Linked DNA regions of Anas platyrhynchos: region 2 is linked to region 1. Evidence: chromatin contacts called from public Hi-C data. All regions are on one chromosome and are shown on one strand. The core of a region is the stretch at or near the end of the contact, and the rest is flanking DNA. Distances in the headings are between cores, read along the strand shown.

What was found. A called contact is a pair of places that touch in the nucleus more often than the background predicts.
Region 2: a contact with region 1 is called in a Hi-C map of skeletal muscle, with 7 times the contacts expected there. The contact joins two enhancer-like sites. A contact is called at or near these places in 3 of 8 Hi-C or Micro-C datasets (liver, skeletal muscle and subcutaneous adipose tissue).

The regions. Positions count from the first base shown.
Region 1 is chr2:124,884,418-124,891,546 of IASCAAS_PekinDuck_T2T, forward strand. SNX10 (sorting nexin 10) reads right to left here. Exons shown (of 7, transcript XM_027450965.3): 4 at 5,726-5,826; 5 at 4,956-5,054. Among named protein-coding and RNA genes, the nearest start is that of SNX10, 27 kb to the right of the region's middle. Within about 2 kb of position 2,619, at least 1 of the 8 cell types and tissues checked has an H3K27ac peak or open chromatin away from gene starts, as enhancers often do.
Region 2 is chr2:124,921,272-124,928,400 of IASCAAS_PekinDuck_T2T, forward strand. No RefSeq gene overlaps it. Among named protein-coding and RNA genes, the nearest start is that of SNX10, 9.6 kb to the left of the region's middle. Within about 2 kb of position 4,585, at least 1 of the 8 cell types and tissues checked has an H3K27ac peak or open chromatin away from gene starts, as enhancers often do.

The DNA.
Region 1 (7,129 bases), core at 1,369-3,868:
TTAAAGCCCTCCTGCAAGCAAATATACCCACACCTTTCACCCAGTCACATACCCTTGAAACGTTTCTTCCTTCTTTTAATTAAAACATAACTTCTGCTCCCCCCCCTCACCTGAACCAACAGGTTGGATCGCTTTTTAATTGCATCCTTCAAGCGATCAACATGAAAAATAAATGCTGTGCTATCCGTAAGGGTTACATTTTCCTGTTGGAAATGCTCCCGTTGCAAGGAAACGACCACACGTTTGTCACCAGATGCTGTGGTGGCATTAAGTGCTGGTACAGCAGCCGCCCTTCAGGGCCTTTGCTGTCCCAGGGACACGTTGTGGGAGCTGGTGGGAAAAGCAGGTTTGGCTCCAAGGCCTTCAAAATGAGGAAGGCAGGAGAAAAGGCTGAATGCCCTGATGTTACTACTCGGATACACGTGTGTGGTGTGAACTCAACCAGTAGCAGAGTGCTTCTCGAGGAGTTTTACTGCAGCGGGTGTCAGTGCCGAGCCGCAGTTGCAGCGAGTGGCATCGCTTCTCCCCGCAGCCGTGCTGCTGCAGGAGTCACGGCTCCCTCTGCTAACTCCTACAAGCTGCCTGGCCGCGTTCAAGGGAACAGCAGACTTTCTATGCATGCCTAGAATAAGAATGCAAGGCTAAATCCTGCAAGTCTTCATCACATCAGTAGTCATTACTTGTCAGAGATCTCACTCCTCTCTGCCAGATTGCTCACATGCATAATGACTGCTTATGTGATTAAGGGGGCTGCAGGATAAGGCTCTACGTTTGAATTACAGATAATAAAATCATTTTTTATTCGTGGCCATGCGGATCTCTGTTTGTAAGCTTTCAGTAAACGCCCGTGATCTCTAGACCTTTAAAGAAGAAGGGCAGAAAAGGCGACTTTCCGACCCGAAGAAATAACGTCATTTTTGAGGAAACGCCGGGCAGTACACGAGGAGCATTTCTCCTTCCCCATGTTACAGCAGAGCATTTACAAAAGACAAAACATGTGCTTTGTCTTATTTGGACGGGGTCCAAAATCTGGTTTTCTTCAACATGATTTTATTAGGTATATTATACACTGCTCTGCTGGAGGAGAGCAACATATGGCCGAACAGTACAACTTAATCCTAACTAAAGATTTCCTGTATCTACTGTAACCTAATACAATGACAGATGCACACTTGTATGTGTGTGGAAGGTTAACACTCCGATTTTGTTTTCAACAAATTTACTCTGCCCATTTACATCATATCACGAGGGAAAGGGGAAAATAAAACTTGAGAGACAGCAGATCACAGCCTGGGCTGTGGTGCCCTCTATTGAACATCCGCTCAGCCTCTCGCAGCGAGCGCAGGGCTCCGCAGTAAACAAAGCTTCATTTCCTCCTTTTAAAAAGCCTACTGTGTCTCCTCATTCATTTTTTATAACAGAGGAAATGTTACTGATAGCAAGCAACTGTGAAGCAACTGTTTAGGATCTGATAATGAATACATTTAGGAATTAACCGACACATGCCTGCAAAGCATTATTCACTTCAATGGATTTGCTGCCCTCGCCAGAGAGGAAATAGTTTCAAGGTTTTGCTCGGAACAGCTCCACTGGAAAGAGGTGGCCACCATCCACTGGAGGAAATCCTACCTGCCCCACGGCCACCAGTGCTGCCACCTGTTCTGCGCTGACGAAGGAGCCTCTGAGGCCCTGGCAGGCTGGGATCCATCCTCCTCGGAGCCAGTCTCCCACTTTCCACATCTGCCTGTCCCCATGGGGACTTCTCAACACTTACACCAGCTTCTGCTTGTGGGACTGCAGGAAATCTAAATCCCAAAGTTAAACCTGTGCAGCTAAACAGGGCTGAAAGCAAACAAGATCTTACAGAACCCAGCATTATAAGGTAGTTTTAATTTTGACCTCCAGTTTAAGAATAAGCTTTTCCAGTGAATCTATCCTCAAATCCATGAGGATACCTACCAGAAAAAACACACATCATTTTCCTTATTCTTACAAAGTAATTCATAATTGAAAATGGGCTGGCTGGCTTCCGTTAATGCAAATGGGTTTTTGAAATATTAAATTATGCCCAGACAAGAAGTAAGCCTTACAGCTCTTCATCATTCAGAGATAATAACCTATAAGACAAGCAGGTCCAACCCTGTATTTGTGTGGTAAAGCCAAACCAAAACTCAAAACCCACTTCCAGGCTTCACCAAACTCTAAGGCTTTGGTTTAGTTTCCAGCTGTCGGCATGCTCAGCATGAAGAAGCTACAAAAAGGCCCATTCTAAGTGCCTCAGCGTGCTACCTAGTTCTGTGAAGGAGGACAAGAGGACTCTATAGCTGCCTACATACAGGTGATGTGAAGGTGTTCCCAGGATAAAAGACAGGAACTGACACTTCTGGCATGTGGCTACCGTCCTGGCAGAGGCTGCAGCAACCTTCTCACACTGAGCAACGGGCAGGAACAGAAAGGGTTTAAAATCTGAACTCCATTGTCAGGTATGGCTCGGATCCTGATGCTCTCACAGCGTACTGAATATAGCTTGGGTTCCTGTATCACCTTGACAGATACACATAGGTTAGGATCCAATTCCTTCCCTCTGTCACAAAGAAATATCAGCGAAGGCTGTGAGCTTGTGCACGATGACTGCTGCCACTGCTGGGGGGAATGAGGCACTCAGTTTTGTGGTTCTGAGCAATGCAACTGTGTTCTGGCTCCTTTCCTACTCCCTTCCCAATATACCAGGGAGGTCCTGCCTTCCCCTGTCGCTGCCACACCAGAGAACTTGTAGCATCCATACCCGGACTTCATGTAAAATCAAGTCTGTCTTTATGTTTTTATATACACTTCTTTTTTCTTCTGCCTTTGCATAAGCTATATATATACACTCTCTATATAAACTGCCAATATGTAAAGGCAGAAGAAGTGGGATGGTGTCAGCAGTATTAGCTGGAGCAAGTCCAAAATCAGCAGTGATCACATGCAAGATTTAAAGACAATGTGCTCATCAATGAGTTCCACAAGAGAAAGAAATCACAACCTTTGGTTCAGACTTATTAAAAAAAAAAAAAAAAAAAAAGCATCATGGCAGCCTAGTTCAGCCACTAAAAAGATGCCTTCTATAAATAGCAGTACATCAGACATGCCAGCCAGCAGAGGGCAATGGTACGGCACATAATTTGCCAAGCCAATTCATCACAACACAACTGTATCTCTGAAAATTCCTTCCAACTATTCCCCCGGGCTGAGAGAAAAGCCGACACCTTTCCAAATGGCATCCAAGTTCAAACATTTAAATCATCCCCTTACGACAGAGATGCCTCTTTTCTCACTCCTGGACTAAGAGCAGTAAGGTAACATGCTCAACGCGCTGTCATTTTCTCCTGTCAGTACCCATTTAAGACACAGACATCCACAAAATTGGAGAGTGATGATCTGTTTTTAGAGAATCTACCTCTGTGTCTTGTCTTCTGAAGCACTGACAGCAGCTGTAAATATTTCTGATGCTGCAGTATTGTCCCGTGTTAACAGATGAGCCTCTTCACTATTTTAATATATGAGTGATTTTGAAAACGTGCTGCTCCGTGGGGCAGCACACCTAAGGCTGTGTAAGCACCGCTAAAAATTGCTCAGACACAGGGACATGAACTACCTGTGGTCTGACTGGCCATTAGTGCTCTCTCCCCTGGAAGCACCATCACTAGTTCACTGTCTTTCTCTTGTGAGGTGAAGAATTAAACACTAATCCTTTTCTGCTTTCCTTTCCCCATCTTGTAAGTCCTCAACCAGCATGTAGTGACCATCCCTTTGGCACAGATCCCATATATAACTGTACACACAAATATTCCTGCAGCTCCCACAATGGCTAGCTCCTCCTGCCTTCAGTTATTTAGCCTAACATGCATGCCTTAGGATCAATCATTTATCATCTGTTAGGGAAACCTGTAATTATAATATACTGAGTGGAAAAACAGTGGTCCAGTATTCCCCCTGCCCCCCGACCACAAGGCCTAAAACCTACTTAAATGATTATTTTTTCCTTTGCTTACGCAGTTCTGATTCATGGAAACACTGATAATAAAAGAAGACGAATATCTCTGTTCTGTTTTACCATGCCCTTAACCCAAACAGTGGCTAAAGCAACCTCAAAACTCGCTCACAGTTCCTGCTGTAGCAACTCTGAACAGATCTGCACTCATAGCAGCAGTGGCAGGATATTAAGAGAATGGCAGAGAAAGCAGAAGATTACACCGACAAGGTCTCTGCCACTGCATGTGATAAAGGGGTTACAGCATTGCAGTACTAAAACTAACACTGTGCCTCCTTCTAACTCAAGTCAGAGGCTAGCTAAGACTGCACTGCTCCTTTACACTACCTCTTTACATAACCACACAGATGAATGATCTTATACAGACTGCAGCTGTAGTGAAAATATCACAGCTGCTAGAGCTTGTTTATGTCAGTGGGACTGGTAAACACGGTAATTGGAATTATAAGAAGTGTACGTGTTAGGAGATCTCACTGTAAAACTTACCCAAGCCCCCAGTGTTTTAGCCCACAAGGTTCATTAAAGAGGTGTTCATTTTCCATGAATATCCAGATGGAAAGAAGTCTATTTCTTTTATAAGAACATCTAGCTCTTTCTTGGAAGCTATAAATAGACATCACTATGAAAGACCTTTCAACCTTAGTTCTGAATCACAATTCAATATAAATCCAAAGCTATTAATTTTAATCAGTCAATGAAACACAATAGAAAAGACCAAGTTGAGGCTTCCGTGCAACCGGCAGAGCTGAAGGCATGTATGTGAAATATGACTTTGTGCAAATAGAGCAAAAAATAAAACCAAATGAGTTGCCTATCTAGACGACCACAAGGTGGCTCTCACGCACCGGAGATGAGTTATGTTCAATCGGAAAATTGATGACATCATAAAAATGCCAACGTCTCTGCGATAAGCTGTACTTACTTTTCCAGGAATTCTTGCAGACCCTGCCGACGATGGTCCACGTGATGCGGATTGTTCATATTGAAAAAGGGAGTTTTAGATGGCAGTTCGGGTAACTGTCTTTATAAACAACAAGCAAACACACAGTTAAAACCAAAACCGAAACAGCGGAGAAAAATGCTGCAAGAAAATGCCAACCCCAAGCATTTGAAATTCATGAGCCATGTTCCAGAAGCTCAGGAAACTGAATTTGAGAATGCACAGTTAAGAAAATGGGGGGCTTCTGACACAACTTGAAAGGAAAAATAACTCAGATTTTTCTGGTCCAGTTGTTAGGCCTGCAGGCATGCCTGGCTAGGTCATTTACAGCCCTTGGAGAACCTAACCACATCCTAGGTACACTTGTGCTGTTGTTACCAGTCAGTTTAAGCAGAACAACCTCAGCTCAACATGGCCTAGGAGTCTGCCTTGCCCAGATTGTCCTTTCTGCTACCTGTATGTAGCAAAAGGAAAAACAGCAGCTCAGATCTGTTAGAAATTAAAACAGGGACTCACCAAACAAAGGCCATCAGTACAAATCACTTTTTCTGGATTTAAAGCAGAGAAAATGCCTTGTACAGAATAAACTTGAATGACTGCAAGGATGTACTTGTACAAATGCAGGATACTTTCTAGTTCTCATTTTTACTGTTCTCAGAATTAAGGTAAAACAATGCTCCTCTTTCACGTGTTACTGACAGATGGTTAAGTAGATATCTAATGAAACAAACCAATCATAAAAAGTTGCTCACATGAGCACAGCATTGCTCTGAAGCCTCTGCCGAAGCCAAACAAATTCTCGAAAGCGTCGTCTAACACAGGATGTTTTCCTTGTGAAGCACATACTGTTTGTCTGTTGAGAAATTGAAAAAGAAAGGTTACTTGTAAAGCAGCTTAACCTGACATGCAGGCATGACATCAAAAAGCATCTGAGATGCTAACACTTGACACACCAATGGAAACCTTGATAATTAATTCAATTTAGGTTAAAGACAATGCTTTAGCTCAGACAGGACTGATGACAGTTTCTACAGTTTCTTAGTGATTTTTTTTTTTTCCTTTTTTAAAGGAAGAGATAAGGATCATGGCACAACTTGCAGTAACAAGAAAAAAATCTCAGAAAGAAAAATTTTAGTAGACAATGCCAAACTTTGCTAGGAAAAAAAAAAAAAAAAAAGAAAAACATATTTAGTTTTCTAGTTAAAATCCTGCAAACAGCTGTTCTGACAGTGCGTGATCCTCCTTAAATCTGAACTGACATAACTCCTTTCTGCAAGCAGCAGCATTTGGAAACTTTCCCACAGAACACTACTACTCCACTAGAAAACGCCAATTCATCAAAAGAGAAACAATTCATGGAAATGAGATGCTTTTTCCAACTTTTCCGATGGAGCATACATTTAGGCGAAACCCAGCCTCCCAGACAGGACTCCATTATAAAATTGCCTGCAATCCAGCCAGCCCTCAAAAGCCTGCCAGGAGCCACGGCTCTTCCACAGGCACACGATGCAGATTGTACAGGGCCCAAAGGTGCCAGCTTTCCAGAATAGATCCTGGCTACCTCACAGCTTAAGAAGCCAAATACTCCAGGAGCTGGGCAGTATTTAGATGGCAATACGCTTCTATTGAGAAACACCAACGTCTACCCCACCCACCACCAAATCTACAGAATGTCTCTTTAGCAGAAGCCAAAAATGTAATTGCTTTCGTATCAGTACTTACACCACGCTGCAGAAGTTTAACAGCTGATTGCCGCACAGGGTGAAAGTACTTGTCTTGATAGATATTGAACAAGCAATCATTTGACTGTTTGCTCACATTACACCAAGTGTTTAGCTTTCCCACACAGAAGGGAAATTCTGTCTGCCTTGTGCCAAACCATCAACTATGTAACTTGGTGCTTTCCAACTCTTTGCTGGAGAGATGATGCACTTCAGAAAATTTATTTACATTATAGTTAAAAACCCTGGATCTAAATTTAGGAAATTAGGATAACTCCTTCCATGTATCACCCACCAAATGACAACAATCAACAAAATAAAATGATGTACAGGACAGATGTAAGACAAAAGAAAACCATGACTGTAAGTGCACTCCATTAATATATGGTGGACTACAATTATGAACCTGAATGTACTTAATTGACATACACCATC
Region 2 (7,129 bases), core at 3,335-5,834, 39 kb after region 1:
GTCTTCCCCTCCAGGCCTTTCACCATCTTCGTAGCCCTCCTCTGGACACTCTCCAACAGTTTCATGTCCTTTTTATACTGTGGTGCCCAGAACTGCACACAGTACTCGAGGTGAGGCCGCACCAGCGCAGAGTAGAGCGGGACAATCACCTCCCTCGACCTACTAGCGATGCCGTGCTTGATGCACCCCAGGACACGGTTGGCCCTCCTGGCTGCCAGGGCACACTGCCGGCTCATATTCAACTTGTTGTCTACCACGACCCCCAGATCCCTCTCTTCTAGGCTGCTCTCCAGCGTCTCATCGCCCAGTCTGTACGTGCAGCCAGGGTTTCCCCGTCCCAGGTGCAGGACCCGGCACTTGCTCTTATTGAACTTCATGCGGTTGGCGATCGCCCAGCTCTCCAACCTATCCAGATCCCTCTGCAAGGCCTTTCCACCCTCATTCGAGTCCACAACTCCTCCAAGTTTGGTGTCATCAGCAAACTTGCTCAAAATGCCTTCTATTCCTACATCCAGATCGTTTATAAAAATATTGAAAAGTACCGGCCCTAAAATGGAGCCTTGAGGGACCCCACTGGTGACCGCCCGCCAGCCTGACGCAGCCCCATTCACCATAACCCTTTGGGCCCTGCCCGTTAGCCAATTGCTCACCCATCGTATGATGTTTTTATTTAGCTGTATGCTGGACATTTTGTCCAGTAGGATCCTATGGGAAACCGTGTCAAAAGCCTTGCTGAAGTCCAAAAAAATCACATCAGCTGGTTTCCCTTGGTCCACCATACGGGTGATCTTATCATAAAAGGAAATCAGGTTAGTTAGGCAGGACCTACCCTTCACAAACCCATGCTGGCTGGGACCAATGACTGCTTTGTCCCCCAGGTGCGCCTCAATACGTTCGAGAACCATCTTCTCCATGATTTTACCAGGCACTGACGTGAGACTGACAGGCCTGTAATTGCTAGGGTCTTCTTTCTGACCCTTCTTGAAAATCGGCACAACATTTGCCAGCTTCCAGTCTACCGGGACCTCTCCAGACTCCCAGGATCGTTGAAAAATAATTGAGAGAGGTTCCGCGATGACGTCCGCCAGCTCCTTCAGCACCCGGGGATGAATCCCATCCGGACCCATGGACTTGTAGGGATCCAGGTGGAGTAGCAGATCCCGCACACGTTCAGGGTCGGTCGGGAGTTTGTCATCCCCACCGTCCCGGTCCTGCAGCTCGGGGCACCCTGGGTCCCGAAGCCCATCATCGGCATTGAAGACAGAGGCAAAGAAGGCGTTAAGCGTCTCTGCTTTGCCTATGTCATCGTCTGTGAGAAGACCTTCCCTGTCAAGGAGCGGCCCTACGTATTCTTTAGTTCTCCTTTTTCCATTCACATATCTAAAAAAACCCTTTTTATTTTCTCTCACAGACACAGCCAGCTTCAACTCTAGGTGTGCTTTAGCCACACGAATTTTCTTCCTACAGACACGAGCAGCATCCCTGTATTCTTTCCATGTCACCCGGCCCTCCTTCCAGTAGCGAAACACTCTCTGTTTCCGCCTAATCTCCATAAGAATGTTCCTGGTCAGCCACGACGGCCTCCTGCCCCGCCTGCCTGACTTGCGATATTTAGGAATGGCCTGATCTTGTGCTTCTAGGAGGCATCGCTTAAAGAGTGACCAGCACTGGTGGACATCAAGGCCTTCAAGAGCAGCTTCCCAGGGGACCTTGCTGACTAGTTCCCCGAGCAGCCTGAAGTCCGCCTTCCCCATATCTAGGGATGAGGTTTTGGTGGCACTTTTCCTTCTGTCACCGTAAATTTTGAACTCAACCACTTCATGGTCGCTATGACCGAGGCGGCCACCAATCACCACATCTCCCACCAGACCCTCTCTGTTTTGGACTCTGTAAGTCCATTTCCTCTATTTGTATTCTGGTTTTTCTTTTGATGCAAAGAAAATCCCCATGCACCATTTATTTATTTATTCCACATCTGAAAAACGATGACAAGATTACCCATCCTTTATCAGCCTTAGAGGGAGACCTGTTCTGAGCAGATTGTGCATGTGTACTTCTAAACGAGCATCTGTTTCATTTGGCAGATTAACCTACAGTTTTCACCACACCGCAGAAGCCTGTGCAGAAACCTCACCCAGAGCCAGAGGAACAGAGGTGGGGCTGCCCCGCTGCCATGACTTCTGCTGTAGTCTTCCAGGCAGTGTCCATGCAATGACTTGCTAAGAAAACTTCTTGTTGCCCACAGGAAAAAGGAGTTGAGAGTAACTAGCAAGGGGAACCAGGGGAAGCCTGAAGGGAAGCACTAAAAAGGCAGGAGGAATGAGTGGTTTTGAGAGGCATTTGGTTGATGGTTTTTATCAGAGATGAGCACAGACAGGAGGAACCAAGTTGGCAGCGAATATTTTAAGAGAAGCTGTAGCAAGGTGGCTACAAATGAAGATTAAGAACAGCAAGGTAATTAGGAGAAGCAGGTTTGGAAAGACAAAGACCTAGTGGGCCTGGTATTATTGACAGAACGGTGGTGTTACTGGGCAAGTGACCACTTTTCATAACAGCTGAAGCATGTATGCTTGTTCTAGTCACACACTGAGAAGAAAGAATATTTCCCACTGGTACTTTGACTGCAAAGGGTCAGGACTTAAACCTGTGTTGAATATCCAGCAGCTGAACAGTTACCACACATCAGCTGAGTTACAATAACTGGTGCTGGTTCATGTAAATGCCATATCATACTGTCTAATTCAGCAGGCAACAAGAAGGATTTAAGTGACTGCTATCATCTTGCATTCCCTTGCTTTGCGATCATAGTTTGTGGGCAGCTTCCACAGCTCAAGGAGCAGATTCCCGCTACTTTGCAGGAATTCTCGTGCCATTATCTTCCCTTAGCCCCATCACATGGTCTACATGGACTTATGCTCTTGTACCTGTCATTCAGGGGGCTAACCAGAATAAACCAGAATATAACCAGAATAAATACACTGGTGCAATTCCTGTTAATAATGTATTATGCTCTTTTAAAGCTATTGCAAATTAGTATAACTCACCCTGTCCTTAGCACAGATATAAGCTTATCTAGTGCCAACTTAATGAAGTCTTTGACAAGGCTGTATTATTTTAAACATAACTCTGTAGTTAGAAAGGTACTACTCTCATATGGGGGTACCACTCTCAATTGTAGGCAAACTGTATTTTTGGTTCATCTCAAGGGGTCTCGTTTAGTCTCTCAGCAGTTAGTCAAGTGTATCAGGTATCTTCTGCTCAGCACGGCAGGCTTCACCCTGCTTCTTAACCATGTACTCTGCACATTTCAAAGGAGTGCATCCATTGCCTTAAAGGCACTGCACTGAATAAATGCCATTTTTTTTCAAGTCTGTATGGAATAAGCAGTTACGCTCACTTAATATTTAAACTTGTGATAAAATTTACATCAATCGCACTAGTATATTTGAAATGGTGTTTTGATTGTCCCATAAACAGACAGAAAACACATTCTAGGGTGCAAGTGGTGCCGAACTACTGTTGCTTCTTGGCAATCAGCAGACTCAACTTTGTGAGCTGCCTGGTTGACTTGCAGCAGTATCTCAGCACCCCAAGCAGCTTCTGGCTAGCTATTACCTCGTCATGAAGCCATGCATTCAATGGGTCGATTTCCTTCACTTTGTAAATTTACAATGAAGGAGCAGTGCACTTTGTGCTACTTTGCATTGATCTATATAAGGTGGTTACTGTGAAACGATCTCAAGTGGGGAATTCAAAGCCCAGCAGGCACTGTGCACCAGTTCCTCACACAGATGCACTTGTTTGACATGACGGATGCCTTTGTTTGCTTTTAACATATTTCACTTCTCATGTGTATTAAGTGAAACCACACAAATGCATACTTATGGCAAAAAAAAGTGCTCCCCCAGGGAAGTGTTGCAGAATAGATCTTCTGCTGTACCTGGTCTGAGCTATTTCTTGTACAGGCAAGTCCTAGGGTGCACATCGTGGCTTTGTCTGCTCTTAATGACTTTAATGGGAGGTTTATTCATTATGTTGTGTGGCCAAATAAGCTAAGGCCAAAGACTCTGTGACAGATGTGTTACTTAATTAGATATGCTTTCAAGTAATTGAGGGACTCTTCAGTTTCTGCTTATGCCTAAATTACTTTTTTTCTGATCCCAAATTTCAATATATATATATTTTTTAGTTTTTTAATTACCTTGTAATCACCAGTATGGATATCAGGGGAACTTTTGTGGTGGAAAGAGTGGTAAGAATTTCCTAGTCAAATTGCTACAAAACCCTTTGGTCTGGCCTTAGGATTAGCTGGCACAGTAATGTGAGTAAGGAGGATTGCAATGCCTCCTGTCTTCAATCAGCCTGCGGCAGGGGATTCCCTTGTGCACTTGCTACAATTTCAAATAAATATTTCCATGCTGCTCTGTGCCGTTCTCACTTCATTAGCGCAATTAAGCAAGGAAATAAGTCTTGTTGCATGGATTTTTTTCCCCATAAAGTTGCTGTATTCAAAATAGAGGCAGGCAGTGAGCAGTCTGTACTGCTGTAATTCAGCAGTTTCAGATAGCAAGTAACACAGAGGACGATAAGAAAGAGTGAGAGGCCTTCAATTGTTTGAATTTCATGTCTCCACTACTACAAAGTATCTCTTGAGTTTGTAATTGTGTCTTTGAAATGTTCTCCAGTACCGCTAGATTTATGTGCATACATTGTCCTCCACAAATTCAAGTTTTAGTACTGCCTTTAACTTCAGTTTTGCCTTTGTAATGCACTGCCTAACAAATCAAATTGCCTCTTAAAAAAAAGCAAAAAAAAAAAAAGCTTATCTTTATTTTAAGAGAAGCTAATATCTATCATTTGAAAGAGGGACTAGGAATTGAGCCTGCAATGGTCTCAGCATTGTAGCATTTTTGTAACAATGTTAAGACATGAGGAATGTTCCATGTGTCTTCTTTCCACCTAACATCCCCAGCATATGCCATAACCATTCCATCCAAATGGGTAAAGCTCCCTTTGCTCTGCGCATCGTTTTTCTTCAGCCACTTTGCTGCATCCCCAGCCTTGCATCAGCAGGTCAGCTCTGAGTCCACTCCAGTATTTACCAGTGGTATTGCAAAAGGATGGGGAGTGTTTCAGTCAGAACTGTTCCAAGCGCTATTTTAGCACGAGAACTTTCTTGGAAAGAGAGCGATTTATCAATGTGAAATCTTTCAGCCAGTTTGGAATACCTGCATTGTACGGAGGCAACATTAGATGCCAAGGGAGCAAGTAGTAAGTTGGATCTCTTAGGACATCACACCACCACCAATGTGGATACCAGCCATGAAAGTGGCAGCAGGAATGTAGCCATGGTTGTCACAAAAACCACCCTGAGCAGCTGTTATTTCTCACAAGAATTATTGGTGGGGTAAGCTCTTCCATTACAGCATCTTCTCTCTGCTAAGGGTTTGTAACATTTACTAATGTTACATCTTTATTCAAGTTTCAAAATGCTGCTGTATTTAAATGTTACCATTTAGTCATTGCTCATCCTAACAATACATTTGGAAACTTCAGCATGGATGTTGCATGTCTGCCACGGGATAAAGAAAACCAGCGTCTCTTTATTCCAACCTTGAACCATAACTAAGCAGTTAATATTGAGCGCATAATACGACCCTTTATTCCCTAGGCCCAGTTACTTCCCTCTAAACGAACACAACATCCTCTTAATGGAGGCACAAATCTTCACGACAGGAGCTCCAACTGCTGATCTACTGGCAGAAAACTGATTAGTAAGCAGTGAGCAGGGTTAGGTTCCTGAAGGGGGGCATCAGTGCCTGGAACCACCTTGAGGGAAGTTGCTGTTCACCTCTGAAATTCTCAGGGCACTGCTTCCCATTCCATTTTTGATACTCATGTCCCAAGAGGAGCATCACGAGGAGAAGGCCCTACAGAAATATCCACTTGCACAATCCCTCTTCTCCAATGGCTGTCGTACGCAAGCAGGTGTGCTTGGAGAGCTCCTGTGGTTCCCCATCATGGGTTCCTGGGTTCCTCGGGGTCTCCCCAGCCAGCACAGGTGCAGGCACCCCACCTGCTGGAGAGGACAGGGTGCAGGCAGATGCCCGGCTCAGCCTGGAGTGCCACCTATTGAATCACCACACGGTTACACGCTTAAATCCAGACACTGCATCTTGAACCACTCCACAAATCAGCGTCTCATTCAAAAAAAGATATGCTTAACTATTTTTTTCCTAATCTGAGGGGATAGCATACATTTTCTGAGCAGTGATCTGCAAAATACTGACAGCCTGTGACAAAACAACAGAATTTCAAAGGGCAGCCCGTGAATTCTGCAGATATGCAATCTCCCAAATATATACATATATATTGAAATCTAAGGCCTACAGTGTATTATTTTATTAAAGCAAATCTTTGAACACCTCCACCCGGCTTGTTAATACTATAGTTATTAAGATTGGAGTGGCACCCAGGCGAATGGAAGTGTTTCACCTGGCTTTTGGTCAGAAATGTTGCATCTTGCCTAGACTACCAGGGCTCAATGCTGGAAGAAGCAAATGGTTTCAGTTCTTTGGGTTCTCAATATATTTGGTGTAAGCAGCATTTTGCGGATCTAGGATAACCAACAACACAATTAATTCCCTGCTTTTTGATTGTTATTTTAAAAGGTTGGGAAGTATTTCAAGCATTCTTTGTATTTCAGATATTAAAGAAAAAAATTACCTGTCTCATTCTGTCTGAGTTTCAGTATTAGGTCTTTTCTACATGTAGACAAAATGTTCTGATTGTTGACCAAGGCTCAGTGCTTTTGGATGAAGACCTGGAAGCAAAAATACATACACAACTCTGTGCAGAACAGGGCACCTGAAGGAAACCATTTTGGGGAGGGAGGAATGAGATCCAGAAGCTAACGATGCCTCCCCTGCTCCAGAAAATGGGAGTGATTGGTACATTCAATAAAGAAAAGAAAACTAACCCTGCCTTCCAGTACAATACCCAGAAGGGCTATCTTTTCACCAGGTAAAAATTCTTTTGCAGACAGTGCAATGAATTTAAGTACTTGACCACTTACTTAAACCATCATCTAATTAAAAAAAATCATTGCAATAAGTTATTGCATTCTCCA